Regions from separate parts of the Mus musculus genome. Here all the other regions are linked to region 5. A link is a contact called in public HiChIP or PLAC-seq and promoter capture Hi-C data. All regions are on one chromosome and are shown on one strand. Each heading gives the region's core, a stretch centred on a gene start, on an enhancer-like site or on the middle of the called end of the contact. The rest is flanking DNA. Distances are from core to core; before and after follow the strand shown. Region 1 holds the start of Mapk8ip1 (mitogen-activated protein kinase 8 interacting protein 1). Region 2 holds the start of Large2 (LARGE xylosyl- and glucuronyltransferase 2). Region 3 holds the start of Ptpmt1 (protein tyrosine phosphatase, mitochondrial 1). Region 4 holds the start of Acp2 (acid phosphatase 2, lysosomal). Region 5 holds the start of Ambra1 (autophagy/beclin 1 regulator 1).

Region 1 (2,738 bases), core at 57-2,556, 670 kb after region 5:
TGTGTGTGTGTGTGTGTGTGTGTGTGTGTGTGTGTGTGTGTGTCTGTGTGTGTGTGTGTGTGTGTGTGTGTGTGTGTGTCTGCCCACCTGAGGACCTGGGAGCTAGAGACCCCTTCAATAGATGACAACTTGGCGCCAGAGCCCAGCTGGGGCCTGGCTGGAGCAAGGGTCCCAGGAGAGAGAAAGGCGCCTGCTCCTGATGGGGAAACAATGAGGTATGTCTCAGCTTCTACATTCTGGAGCAGTGACACCCTTCTCTTCTTCGTCACTCTCTCTCTCTCTCTCTCTCTCTCTCTCTGTGTGTGTGTGTGTGTGTGTGTGTGTGTGTGTGTGTGTGTGTGTGTATGTGTGTATGTGTGTGAAAAGGTGAAGAGAGGACAGTCACCGGTTCAACACATCATGCCTTACATCTCTGAAATTCATTCACCTGGTCTAACATCAGATGGAGGGGTGGGTCAAAGAGGAGCTCAGTTCGGTGTCCTGAGTCTTTACACAGTGGGGACCCCCCAACAGTATCCCTGGATATCCACAGGCAGATTCCCCTCCCTCAAGCAAATTGGGTTTCACTGGTTGAGGCCAATCCTTCTGCACCTGTCCTGAGATACAACTGACCAGGGAGCTGCCCAAATTCAGAAGACCCTGTCCAAGATCGCCTAGCAATCTGACCCATCTGGCCAAGCTAGCTGGGAGAGGGGTTCACGACTCTTCTTAAAGGACCAAGGGTTTTGAATTGGGGCCTCTGGGCCCCCAACCCCTTAGCCTACTTCCACCTTGGGTTAGATACCTTGAACGCGGCAGGATAAAGTCTGGGCGGATTGCTGCACCGGGAATTCCATCCAAACCCCAGACCCACTCCCGCCAAGGTGGAGGGGAAAGGCGACCTCCCAGGTTCCTGCCCCAGATCCACCTCAATCACCCCACCCCATGACACGGAATGGCAGAAGGAGCTGCGGGGGGCCACGCGGTGGCCACCAACCTGGACTGGAGGTTGTGGGGGCTGGGGGCTCGGCCGGGAAAGGACGCCGCCCTCAGGGTCTCCAAGGATCCCGAGGTTCCGGGCCTCGATCCTTACCTGAAATTGGGAGGCGACGCGATGTGCAGTCCCAGGAATGGGGAAGCGGCCGGTGGGGACGCGGCGCCCCCGCCCAGGCCGCTCTCTCGCTCCGCCATTCCGGGGTGCAGCCCTGGCCATCCGGGCGGAGAGCGGCGCGGGAGGCGGCGGCGGCGGCGGCGGCGGCAGCAGCGGAGGCGCGTGGAGGAGGCCGCCGCCGCCGCGGGGTTCGGACTGAGCTGGGGCGGGCGCGGCTCCGGACAGCGCGCCGCTTCGCCTGCGGCCCCCGCGAGAGCGCCCCGCGCGCGCCCCCGGGCCGGCTGGGGTCTTGTGGCCCCGCCCCCGCCCCGCCCCGCCCCGGCGCTCTCCGAAGTGCTGACGCTTCGATCCCGTGGCCCTGGGTCCCCTCGGCCTCCCTACACATCCCAGGGACATTCCAAGCACTGGCAAAGCTTTGCTCTCCTCAGAGCTGGACCTAGATCGAGGGCATCAGCGGATGGCAAGATCCTGCTCCCCAAGTCCGTCTTTGGCCTTCCACAGCAACTGGGGTAGGAAAAGGGTTACAGAAGATGGCTGAGAAAGGAGAGATGGTGGTGGAGTGGGGTCCAAGAGCAGTCAGCTATGGGGCCAGGTGACCTAAGACCACAGCTTGGTTCCACAAGTGAACAGGCAGTGGAGAATTGCATTAGTGACCTCATAGTTCCAAGGCTTGTCTTTCCCATGTGTGAAATGGAATATGAGCCCTCCATGAGCATGGGGAGGAAGAAAAACGATAGAAATACTTGTCCCTGGGAGCTGGGAACACCCACCTGTGCACTGGGATCACCTCCCGCAGAAATCTCTGAAGGCCACCTCTATCAAGACCCACCCTTTAGTTTTGTTTTGATTTTTGAGACAGGGTTTCTCTGTATAGCCCTGGAACTCACTCTGTAGACCAGGCTGGCCTCGAACTCAGAAATCCGCCTGCCTCTGCCTCCCAAGTGCTGGGATTAAAGGCGTGCGCCACCATGCCCGGCCTAAAAATGTGTAGCCCAAGCTGGCCTCCAACTCGTGATCCTCCTGCCTCTGCCTCCTTCAGCAAAGACCCCCTTGAGCCCTGACCACCCCTGATAACCTGAGTGATGCTTTTGGTTTCTTAGCCCTGTGAAGCCTCTGTATGCCAGGACTACCCCATCACTTGTTTTTCTTTCATTTCCAGTTTGTCCTGGAAGTTACCATGTAGCCTCAGCTGACTAAGAACTGATGACAATCTTCTTGAGTCTCCTGCTAAACTGGGGGATTAGTGTGAACTCCTGTGCCCAGTTCTCAGCACCTGTCTTCCCACTGCGTTTTCTATCTAGCACCCCTTTTGCACTCACACAGTCCTGAACTGGCTTCTCCTACCCTAAGGCCTAGGACCTTCCTCATCCCCAGGGCCGGATTCTTGAGAGCTTTGTGGTTGCTTCTGTTCCTTGCACCCACTCTGGGTCTAGCTGTGCTTTCTTCCTGGTTCTCTATTGGGTTTTCTCACACAACACCGTTTACCAAGACTCGAGTCCCCGTTTTTGGTGGCTCAGAGAGCCTCCCTGCCAGGTCACCTCTGGCCACAGACCCTGCCCTTCACATAAATGGAGCAGGACAGACCAATGTTCTACAGTCTGTGCAAACTTGATTGCCTCCTTCCCCTTTCCAGCAAGAAGCGTAGGCA
Region 2 (2,700 bases), core at 103-2,602, 640 kb after region 5:
CAGCAGGACGTAGCCATCGCCCCCCCCCCCCCAAAGGATGAAAGATTTCAGCTCCAGGAGGTCTAGTAGGACAGAGTTTTTCCTCTCCCACCACCCACTGCTGAAAGGAAGAAGAAGGTGGGCCTAGCTGAGCACGAGCGCAGAGTTCTTCCTGCCTTGAGTTCTTCCGCATCATAGAAGCTGACCACCACCGCTGGCACCATCCATGTTCGGAAGAGTGTCTCCAGGATGTTTCTGGCTACGGCATCAGTTATCAGGTGGAGGTGCAGCGGATTTTTCCTTTTGGGTGGAGAAAGTTAGCCTAACATGGCTGTGCGGGAACAATACAGGATTCTCCCCACGGGAGGAAGCCCTGTCTGCTACAAGGAGCTCTTGGGAATGTTCTGGTGGCCCCCTTCATAAGAAAGGAAACTCAGAACAGTGGGGCTTTGTTACGGGCAGGTTTTTGACCCTCATCCAGGCCTGTCTGTACCTGTAGAATAGCAGGGACTTCGTTAGGGTAATAATCTCTCGGCTGGAGTTGTATCCCGCACACACGATAGCCACATGCAACATCTGGGGAGGGGACACCTAGGTCAGCAGCGGCCCTCAACTTCTACTAGCTAGCTTAGCCATCCTGGTCTAGAACAGTGTAGCCCCACCTGGCATCCGAGCGGAGGTGGGGATGGGGAGAAGGGGTGCCTAGATGCAACGCCTCAATTTCATAAGTGAGGAATTAGAACAGGAGTGGGGGGCGTGCGTTGCAAGCGTCCTCTGGTATCCCAGCTGGGTAGCTACATGTCAGGTGCTGTGGTTCCCACAAATGCCCAGATGGTTGGACTGGCCAGGAACCTCGGGGATGGCAGCACTTGGCACAACTACCTCGCACTTGGGTGGCAGTAGAAGCTGCGGGCTGGAGGCGGAGAGGTTGCGACTCCTGTACGGGTCTTCATCGAGGGTAGCAGTTGTGCCCAGTCCATCTGAAAAGACACGTGGCGTGAGCAGGCAGCGGTCACACAGGGTCCCTTCTTCCCCTGCCCAGCTCCGGCGCTTACAATCCGGGTCCCGGCCGAACAGGAAGAAGCCAACCACTAGCAACAGCAGCAGCAGCAGCACGGCGGCCCCCATTGCCCGGGGGCGACCTCGGGGCAGCATGACTGTGGGACTCAGGGCGGGGCGCGACCCCGGGCTGCGGGCTCCATCACCGACCCTGCGGACCAAGGACCATAGCAAGATGAGCACTGGACCGCGGGGCCCGACGGCTACTCGCCCTGCTGTGCGCAGCAGCTGGCCTCACCTGCTCCAGTGGCTCCGGGAAGGCCCTGTTCCTCCTGCGACCGCCCTGCAGTCAGGTCCCGGTCAGAATCGCGAACTAGCCCCGCCCCCAACCTGGGCTCAGGTTTCACCTTTGCTTAGCTGAGCTGGAAGGGGCGGGGAGACCCCCGGCAGGGCCCCGCCCCTGCACCGCACGGTCTGGGAACCTTCAACCCCTTTTAGGGTGGTTTTGCACCATGGCACGGGGAGGGCTAAAGGCCTTGGGGACGGCTACCCAGGGTGGTCCTGTGCCCACTACCTGCACCCTCCTGGCTCTGGGACTCCATTCCTAAGGGGAGGAACGGATGACTCTCAAAGAATTGGCAAACACACCGCGGAAGTTTAGGAAGCTGAGGGTAGTGGGGATGGGATAGGAATGTCCGGCCCAGAGGTTAGGGACACCTGCTCAGTTCGACGACAGGAGGCTGGGCCTGCTGGGGCCACCTGTAGCCTGCAGGCGTCCTCCCTGGCCCTTAGCCCTACCCAGAAGCAGACTGGAAGATGCGGGCACTGTGCCCTTTTGAAGGCCACCTCCCCTCCTGCTGGCCAAGAGCCTCCTTGCCGCTGGGGCAGGGCCAGGCATCCCCCACTCTTGTCTAGAAAGCTGTGATTGTGCCGGGCTCCAAGGCCTGGATTTCTTCCTCCCTTTTCTCTCCACCCTTCAGCGGGCCTCCGGCACGCCTTTTGCCCTGTAGGGGTGCAGGGAGCTCTGGACTGTGAAGGAGACCCGCCACGGTCGGTTCAGCACAGACTGAATGCCAAGCCCTGAGCTAAGTGTTTGCCAAGTCTTTACTCAGGTAATCCTCACATCACCCGAAGGACACAAGATGAGATTGTCCCTGAAGAGTGAAAGGAACCTACCTATAGCCTTTGGCTACTTGCTAGGCAGGCAGCCTTTCACTGCTCCTGTAGGCTCCCAGCTGTGGCGGGTCTTCTACCTCAAGACCTGCCCCTGCCCTTCCTCCTGGAATGTAGTTTTCTCTACATCTCTTACTTATTTTCCCAGGTCCTCAAGGGAAGTTGAAGTTGCCTGTTTGTTCTGGGAGGTAGCCCCCACCTCCCACACCTCCACGCACATTCCAGGCATTCAATGTGTGTATGGAAACTGGGTGAGAACTTGGACCTGCCCTTTAAGGTAAGGGCCTCACCAGCAGCTCAAGCTGGGCCTTTTAGCGGGAAAGTCCAGTTGTATAAAGGGAGGCAGATCCATCAACAGTAGCCTGGGGCTGGCTCCCGTGATCGGAATGCCTTTCTCTGGGAGATGAGGATCAGCCTGTAGGTCTTTAGCGGTTGCTATGGAAACCGAAAGCCGCCTCTTGGACTTTTAGGAATTAAGAGAAAACCCTGGTGTGCAGGGCTTTGAGTCCCGGTGCTCCATTGTCATCCTCAGCCTGCTGTGCAGTTGGG
Region 3 (2,700 bases), core at 153-2,652, 810 kb before region 5:
TCCAAAGCTACAATAACTAATTCAAACCTGATGCTAAAATATGTGTTGAAATGAATGAAATCAGCAAGGCACATTGTATTAGTCAGGGTTCTCTCGCTCCACTCCCTGAGCCAAGCATATTCAAACCACCACACACAAGTCACAATTTTAGTTACTGAGGTTAGTGACCAAAATCACAAATACAAAATGGGTGTATTAGCACATGCCTGTAATCTCAGTACTTGGAAAGTGGAGGCAGGAGAATCGGATCAGGACTTAAGACCCCTGTCTCAAAATAAACAAACAAAGGAAAAGTAGCATATACATGTACAATTCTGTGCATGAAGAACTGTACCCCCCGTCCCCATTTTGAAGCAGGACTTCCTTGTCCTGTGTCCTGACTGACCCAGAGCTCACTACATACAATACACCAAGCTGGCCTGGAACAACTTCTTGCCTTAAGGGGGCTGAAATTCCAGGAGTGAGCCACCCACAGCGGGTTAGCTCGCTCTTTTTAGACAATGGCCAGGACACATTGAACTCCTGGGCTCAAAAGATCCTGCCTCTGCCACCTGAGTCTCCAGACTCGCAAGACTTCTTTCTGGCTTATCAGCTTCAGCGTCTTTCCACCTGCAGCCATTTGAGCTTGACCCACATACACAGAACTTGAGAAGGCAACTAGGTCTCCAACACTGGTCTCGGAGACAAGGTCACCCACGGCGTCCTTCCTCTTCCCCTAGCTTCTCCAGCTTTCCCAGGCCCGAGTGCTGGGCCAGCCAGGCCAGAGGGCCCGGGTCCTCACCTTCGAGGTGTTGCACAGGAATCGGGTCTCGTACTCCTCGTTCATAGTGATCACCCCGCGCACGTTCTCGTCCAGTACCAGCTGCCGAGGCAAAGAGGAGGCTCAGCGAGGGCCGCGGGGCGCCCGCAGAGGCCCTGGGCCCGCTCCCGGCCCGGCCCGGCCCGGCCCGGCGGTCTCTCACCCGGCGCGTCATGTTCTTCAGCGGCAGCGCGCCCAGCAGAACCGTGTGGTCGATGCGGTGGTACCAGTCGCGGTGCGCCGGGCCGCGCACCCTCCCCCGGACACTGTGTAGAGCAGCGTCGGGTAGAAGAGCACCCGGGCCAGGCCGGCCTCCAGCCACGCGGAGGCCGCCATCCCGCCCCACCCCGCCAGGCGCAGTGGCGAGGCGCCCCACCCCGCCAGGCGCAGCGGCCAGCCACCGGCCCCGGGGCTCGCGACCAGCCACCGCGAGAAGGACGCGGAGGACGAGAGCTGAGGGCCACCTGATGCCTCCCGACTCTTCGAAGCTGAGTCCCCGGAGTCCCGGCCCTGCCCGAGGGATCCCGGAACAGGAGCCATGGCTCCAAAGGAGAGGCGCCGCGAGGCGCGGCGAGGGGTCGGGTGGAGGGAGTGGAATGGCAAGATCGGGTGAAACTGTGACCCTGCCTAAGGAGCAGGGCCGGCTCTCCAACCCCTGACCTTAGGGAGGGGCCGTGACCCCGGAGTGCACCCATCACTAAGGAGGAGGCTCAGCAGAGAGGCTCCTCTAAACAGGGAAGGCCCTGGAGAAGCCGAGTCTGCCTGTAAAAAAAGCGGTGGTTGTCAGCTGCTCTTGGGGGAGCAGGGAACCTGAACTTGAACCTAGGTGGTGGTCTACTGCCCTGTGTCTGTCTGTCTGTGTCTGTCTCTCTGTCTCTCTGTCTTTCCCCGCCCCCCCCCCTCTCCTTTTTTAAAACCAGGTCACACTATGAAGCCCTAAATGTCTTCTACTGGCTATGTAGCTAGCTCCAGGACACACAAAGGAACCCTGTCTCAAAAAAAAAAAAAAAAAAAAAAAAGTGTGTGTGTTGGGTGCTTTGCCTGCCTGTATGACATCACCTGGGTGCAAAGTCCAAGGAGTCCAAAGAGGATGTTGGAACCCATGGGACTGGAGCGTGACTCGGAGAGAAAGCTGGAGAATGCTGGAAATCAAACCAGGGTTCCCTGGAAGAGTAGCCAGTGCTCTTAACTGCTTAAATATTTCTCCAGCCACAAGAAAATACTCTTAACCTGTATCTGCTGCTTTTCCCCTCCTTTTTGGTTTTGATTTGGGGTGATTTGTTTGTTCGTTTTTCAAGATAGGGTTTCTTTGTGTAGCCCTGGCTGTCTTGGAACTCTCTTGTAGACCAGGCAGCCCTTGAACTCAGAGATTCACCTGTCCCTGCCTCCTGAGTTCTGGGATTAAAGACATGTGCTACCACTGTCTGTCATCTTTTTCCTCCTTTTAAAAAAGAGATATATTTTATTCTTATCAAAGAAATACTCGTAATAATACCCAAGAAGGAAAGAGTAGGTTGAGAGGAGTTTGGAGGGTGGGGATGAATTTTATCAAAGTGCATTAATACATGTATGAGATCCTCAAAGAATTAACAAGTATTAAATTTAAAATGGAACGTGTAGAGCTGGAGAGATGGCTCAGAGGGTAAGAGCACCAACTGTTCTTCCATAGGTCCTGAGTTCAATTCCTAACAACCACATGGTAGCTCACATCCATCTGTAATGGGATCTGATGCCCTCTTCTAGTGTGTCTGACAGCTACAGTGTACTCACATACATAAAATAAATAAATCTTAAAAAAAAAAAAAGGTAAGGAAAAATAGCCCATTTACTTTAAATCGATAAGTGAAGCAGACATGCCATTTTCAGTGTGGGGATTGGAAAGTATAGTAAGAATTGAGTCT
Region 4 (2,700 bases), core at 179-2,678, 530 kb before region 5:
AAAAAAAAAAAGAACTGAGGCTGCAGGCTAAGCAGCTAGAAGTATTGGCAACTCCTTCAGAGGAGGGCTCAGGTTCTATTCCCAGCACCCACACAGCTGCTTAAAGTCTACAGGGGATCCTATGCTGCCTTTTTGCCTCCAAGGACACTGTATATACATGGTTCACAGATATACATGCAAGCAAAACACCCATACATAGAAAATATTTTGTTTCATCATTGTTTTTTCCAGACAGTATTTCTCCATGTATCGCTGGCTGTCCTGGAACTTGCTCTATAGACCAGGCTGGCCTACATACAACTCAGACATCTACCCCCCTCTCCAAGTGCTGGAAGTAAAGGCATGCACCACATAGATTTGTTTGTTTTTAAGTTTAAAACTATTTAGTTTTGAAGCCTTCTTATTCTCCCCAAGTCTTTCTCAAGGTGACATCGAAAGTAAAGTTTAGGCAGTAAGGTACATAATTTTATTTGGAGTCCTGGGACAGTATCAATTCTGATCAGATTTGCATTAAAGCATATCAAGGGCCCAAGATCTCATCTGCAACTGTGTGTCACTCTAAGGTTTGGAATCACAACATCCAGACACCCAACTGGCTGCCTGCCTCCAAATCCTAAAGGCTAATGTCTGGAGGAACTCTGATTCTGTGGCAATTCCAGTTATATGCCTGCATCAAAACTGATGTAGTTTTCTGAGATTCCTCCCATAAGAATTCAATGTAGTGGGTTTGGGAAATCGGAACATCCTATGCAATCCAACTCCTCCTCAAACATGACGTTTGAGTCTAATTTAATTTAGAAATCGGTAAGCACAAGAAAAGAGCTGAAAAAAACTGGGGAGTACGAAGGTTTGTTCAGGACATGAATGGCAGACTAGACTGGATCTACCTCAAGGACACAGGGAGTCCAAAGGGCTGGTTACATGCAGTACCCTACATCTCAAACAAGCCCGCTTATCGGAACAGTGTCTAAGCCAAGGCTTACACTAAACTACACACCCAAGAGCAGAAAGTTAGGCTCTGTACTTCCCCACACCTTGCCCCAGTTTTGCACCAGCCGAGGCTCTGGGATCATTTTCAGAAGCATTCCTCAAAGCAGGCACTCGCTCTCCAGGCCCAGACCCCAACCAGGGCAAGCACCAGCTTTGTAGAAGAAGGGGTAAGCCTGACCTAGCGCCTCTACAAAAGCGAGGTGTTTAAGCCTTTTCTGCCCGGAAGGTCGCGCAACAGTCCCACCCTCGTTCATCACCGCCAATCGCAAACCTTCTCCATTTGCATTCCCTCCCAAATTCCGCCTTCTCCCACCAGACTTTCTCATTCCCGGTCTCCCGCAACCCAAAGAAAGATGGCGAAGGCTGCACTTCCGGCAAGTGTCCTTACGAATGCATCCGGGCGGCTGCAGCAGGTACCGCCCAAGGCGTTCCGGCCTCTTGCTACACAGCCTACAACAGTGATGGCCGGCAGACAGACTGGTTGGAGCCAGGCGGCTCTTCTCCAGTTCCTTCTTGGCATGTGCCTAACGGTGATGCCACCCATACAGGCCCGGAGTCTACGCTTTGTTACCTTGGTAATGGGTGACGGAGTCACCAACGGGTTCGCCAAAGCTGAAAGGGCAAAGGCCGGCTGGTAGAGGGAGGGGCAGAGCTTGTGTTCTGGGGCCGGGGTCTCACTTCTCAAGGAGGAGAAAGAACCGGTTTAGGAAACCGCTGGCCCATAGTGGGTTGTGCGGCTGGATTAAGAATTGATTTGGAGCCCTAGGCTATTTTTTTTTTTTTTTTTTTTAGGGCAGGACGACCGAGTAGGAGATATTCTTCCCTAGGATGGGAATTTAGTTAAAAGGTTGAAAGTCACCCATAAAGACGACTTTGATCTTTGTTTTCCCAGTCCCATTGCCCACTTCCTCCCCCAGAAGGCGTTGCTTTCACTACTCTTCTACCTGTGCTTTGGGGCTTTACCTATTATCTCAGGTTACATTGCATCGCCCGAACTGGGGTCTTTTTTCATCGCTCAGTAGAGAAAGATGGAGTGAAATTTCCTTTCCTGGCATGTGCAGAGGTGGGTCCTGTCCTTAACTAGAAGACCCTTCTGATTCTATAGACACACCATTTTCTTTGCTCAGCTGTATCGACATGGAGATCGGTCACCAGTGAAGACATATCCCAAGGACCCCTATCAGGAAGAGAAATGGCCCCAGGGATTTGGTCAGCTAACCAAGGTGGGTCAAAAGCCAACCTGCAAGGTCTCGGGATATGCTACGGAATGAATCACATCTGGAGCACAGAAACTGGGGCTCCTTAAACTACTAGCTTCCCACATGGGTTCTGATGGACCAGATGTCTATTTTGTTGTTTTGTTTTTGTGGTTTTGGAAATTAAACCCAGAACCTTGTCTATGCTAAGCACAGTGAGCTACATCTCTGGCTATGACCAGATTTCTTAACAACTCTGTGCAGGGGACAGTATCATTACAACTGGCCACTTCTGGAATCAAATTCACCTCTTGCCAAGGGAAGAATGCCTAAATGCCATACATAGGACTTGTGGCTAATCCCCTCTCTTTGGACTTTTTTTTTTTTTTTCCCCAGGGGTTGGGGATTTGGGGGAGGTTTAAGACAGGGTTTCCTTGTGTAACAGAGCCCTGGCTGTTCTGGACTCACTTTGTAGACCAGGCTGGCCTTGAACTCAGAGAGTGACTGCTGGGAT
Region 5 (2,700 bases), core at 142-2,641:
CTCAACTAGCTTGAGGCAAAAGGATTGCTGTGAGCTTGAGGTCAGCGTGGGCTTCATAGTGAGTTCCAAGCCAGCCAAGCTATAGAGTGTGAGCCTCCACTGCAGTCTCTCACACTCCCTCAGGCACACTGCAAATGTGGAACAGGAAGGCAAGCACATCAGAATTTCAAAGCCATTCTTGGATACACAGAGTTCAAGACCAGTGTGTGTGCCACACAAAATCCTGTCTCTAAAAACTATTTAGTGAACTAGCTACGAAGCTAACTAAAAGCACACTGTGGACTGTGGCTTTAGATCCTTGGAAGAAAATAAAAGAGAAGTAAGTGGTTTTTTTTTTGAGAAAGAATAGAATAGGCTGGGAGGTTGTGGTGTTCACCTTTAATCCCAGCACTCCGGAGGCAGAGGCAGGCAAATCTTTGTGAGTTGGAGGTCAGCCTGGTCTACAGAACCAGTTCCAGGACAGCCAAGGGTACACAGAGAGAAGCCTTGTCTGGCAAAACAAAACCAAAGAATAAAAATTTAAAAACAAGGTACAGGAACTTTCCCTTCCCACATTAAGGTGTGCCATTTTCTCTTGGATATTCTTCTAAAGCTGACCTGGAGCATTCATAGCGATTGTTCTTCAGCTCTGAGGGGAAACCAAGAATAAAGTGGTAAAGTCATTTGTTCAACTGGGACAAGTAGTGTGAGAAGTCTCTAAGTGTACGGCAGTCGTTGAACTATTAAGACGAGCTTTATTCTGCTATGATTTATCTTCAATCAATGTGCTCACAAAAGGCTAATTCCTTTTTCACTTAAAACAAGGTCTTTGGTGGCGCATGCCTTTAATCCCAGCACTTGGGAAACCCTGTCTCGAAAACCACACACTCAAAAAACAAAACAAAAACCAAAACCTAGCCAAACCAACCAACCAACCAAAAAAAAAAAAAAAAAAAAAAAAAAAAACAAAAAAACAACAAAAAAAAAAAACCACCAAGGTCTCATATAGTCCAGTTTGGCCTTGTGCTTAACTGACTATGACTTTGAACTCCAAATCCTCATGCCTCCTTTCCTAAAATGCAGGGACTACGGGGGGAGGGTGTGGGGGACTTTTGGGATAGCATTGGAAATGTAATTGAGGAAAATACGTAATAAAAAAAAAAAGTACCAGGAAAAAAAAAAAAAAGCAGGGATTACAAGCGTGCTCCTGTCTCAAAAATTTAGTTCTCTAAATTACTTTAACACTCTGTCACCAACAGAAAATGGCAGAATCCCAGCCTACTCTACGCTATAGTTTAATGATCTGGATTTGTTTATTTATGCCTAGGAAGGCAGCCGGATTTGCAGCAGGAGCTGAGCAATGTTTCGGCACTCGGCTGCAGTGCCTTGAACGATTGCTGGGGCGCTCTTCCTTTGATGTCTGGGCGTTCGTGTGTTCGATGATCTTTTGCGGCGTCTTCTTGGTTGATGTCTCCGGAGCGGCGGCGGCTGTGCCAGGTCCTGGACTGAGTTATCCCGGAGGCCCCGGGCTCTGGCCGCTTTCTTCCGCTGGTCGGTCGAGCGGACCCCTCGCTTTCTTCGGCCTCTCCCCGCCTTCCGTCCGTGGCTCCGTGCGCTCGCTGGCTTTCGGGCCGAGCTCTCACTCTCCTCGCAGGTAGGCCCGGGAGGAGCCTGGGAGGCCCGGTCCCGCATCCTTCCGCCCAAGGCAGGAGGAGACCTTAGCGCCGGCCGGTGGGCGAGCGCGCGGCCCGCCGGGGTGCGCGTTGTGAAGGGGGTTGCGCCCGGGGGCGCGGCCGGAGGGCGGCCCGGAACTGAGCGAGAAGCCGGAAGGAGGGAGAGATGCTGAAGCTGCCGGCCGGGTTCCGTAGAGAGGGGATGTCGGGTCCTGGACGCGTGTCGTCACCCCTAGATTGTAGGAACTTGGCTTTCTTAGACCCTATTCCCTTTCTCCTTTCCTACAACTCCGGTTCCGGATGTCATGCTCAGTTGCACTGGGGACCCCTACTGAGTTCAGCCTCGGAGTGCCCTTTTGAGTAGGTGGAGGCTATTGAAACTAGGCCCTCCAGCTCCTAGGAACGAAATATCACTTATAGTCTTTTGGGGTAGGGAAACCGAGGCTGAGGTAGGGGACGTGACTTTTCCCTGTGACCTCGACAGATCATTAAATGTGCTGTAAGGTTCTTTTTTTTTTTTTTTTTTTTTTTTTTTTGTCTTTAACAGTTCACAATTCTCCCATTTTACTGGTCACTTTTTACTTAACAGTCTCTCATTTGACTTTTTGGAACTCTTCTTTCTTAGAAACATATATTGTGTTACTGGAGGCTTCAGACATTAAGGGAGCAAGTGATGTTTTTGACTGGGTTTGCTTTTTCGAAGTTTGTATCGTTTTAGCAAAAGTAGTAAGGATAGTTTAGTTTTGTTTACTCATAAATAATTTGTTTACTTCCACTTTACTTCTGATTAATACTGATTCCACTCTTCAGCTTGTTCTGAAACTTTCTGCTATGGTGTTAAGTACTTAGTGCAAGATGGAAGATGCTTAAGATGGTTAAGACTTTGAATTCAGGTTCTTGTCTTGTGGAGGTCTTTTCTAGGAGGGAATCCAAGGAATCTCTTTTGAAACTTTTTTTTATTTGGTTAGTGATTTAGTCATTTTATTCAAGAGTTCAAAAGTCTGTGTAGAAATTATTCAAACATAATTGAAGATGAATCATTTGTGAA

What was found. Promoter capture Hi-C pulls out the DNA fragments that hold promoters and counts their contacts. HiChIP or PLAC-seq counts read pairs in DNA pulled down with a chosen protein or histone mark.
Region 1: a promoter capture Hi-C map of liver shows a contact between it and region 5, with 4 times the contacts expected there. The contact joins the promoter of Mapk8ip1 here to the promoter of Ambra1 in region 5. A contact is called at or near these places in 6 of 39 promoter capture datasets (the 3T3-L1 cell line, embryonic stem cells, liver and 2 more), 1 of 115 datasets of contacts at active chromatin or transcription factors (microglia) and 1 of 9 other capture datasets (embryonic stem cells).
Region 2: a contact with region 5 is called in a promoter capture Hi-C map of pre-B cells, with 5 times the contacts expected there. The contact joins the promoter of Large2 here to the promoter of Ambra1 in region 5. A contact is called at or near these places in 14 of 39 promoter capture datasets (the 3T3-L1 cell line, 3T3-L1-derived adipocytes, the C10 cell line and 8 more), 3 of 484 Hi-C or Micro-C datasets (CD4 T cells, CD8 T cells and LSK cells), 7 of 115 datasets of contacts at active chromatin or transcription factors (astrocytes, craniofacial prominence, embryonic forebrain and 4 more) and 4 of 9 other capture datasets (adipose tissue, embryonic stem cells, liver and 1 more).
Region 3: a contact with region 5 is called in an H3K27ac HiChIP or PLAC-seq map of embryonic stem cells, with 4 times the contacts expected there. The contact joins the promoter of Ptpmt1 here to the promoter of Ambra1 in region 5. A contact is called at or near these places in 4 of 115 datasets of contacts at active chromatin or transcription factors (double positive thymocytes, embryonic stem cells, stem cell-derived neural progenitor cells and 1 more) and 2 of 9 other capture datasets (adipose tissue and liver).
Region 4: a contact with region 5 is called in a promoter capture Hi-C map of liver. The contact joins the promoter of Acp2 here to the promoter of Ambra1 in region 5. A contact is called at or near these places in 2 of 39 promoter capture datasets (erythroid cells and liver) and 2 of 115 datasets of contacts at active chromatin or transcription factors (double positive thymocytes and embryonic stem cells).

What each region holds. Positions count from the first base shown.
Region 1 is chr2:92,399,957-92,402,694 of GRCm38.p6, forward strand. Mapk8ip1 (mitogen-activated protein kinase 8 interacting protein 1) reads right to left here and starts at 1,307. Exons shown (of 12, transcript NM_011162.5): 1 at 1,073-1,307. The coding sequence starts at 1,170.
Region 2 is chr2:92,369,705-92,372,404 of GRCm38.p6, forward strand. It overlaps Large2 (LARGE xylosyl- and glucuronyltransferase 2), which reads right to left and starts at 1,353. Exons shown (of 15, transcript NM_172670.3): 1 at 1,277-1,353; 2 at 1,035-1,189; 3 at 862-959; 4 at 473-555; 5 at 156-279. The coding sequence starts at 1,134.
Region 3 is chr2:90,916,648-90,919,347 of GRCm38.p6, forward strand. Ptpmt1 (protein tyrosine phosphatase, mitochondrial 1) reads right to left here and starts at 1,403. Exons shown (of 5, transcript NM_025576.2): 1 at 1,065-1,403; 2 at 963-1,062; 3 at 782-862. The coding sequence starts at 1,339.
Region 4 is chr2:91,201,484-91,204,183 of GRCm38.p6, forward strand. Acp2 (acid phosphatase 2, lysosomal) reads left to right here and starts at 1,429. Exons shown (of 11, transcript NM_007387.2): 1 at 1,429-1,565; 2 at 2,118-2,213. The coding sequence starts at 1,452. It also overlaps a transcript of Nr1h3 not described here.
Region 5 is chr2:91,728,747-91,731,446 of GRCm38.p6, forward strand. It overlaps Ambra1 (autophagy/beclin 1 regulator 1), which reads left to right and starts at 1,392. Exons shown (of 18, transcript NM_172669.3): 1 at 1,392-1,633.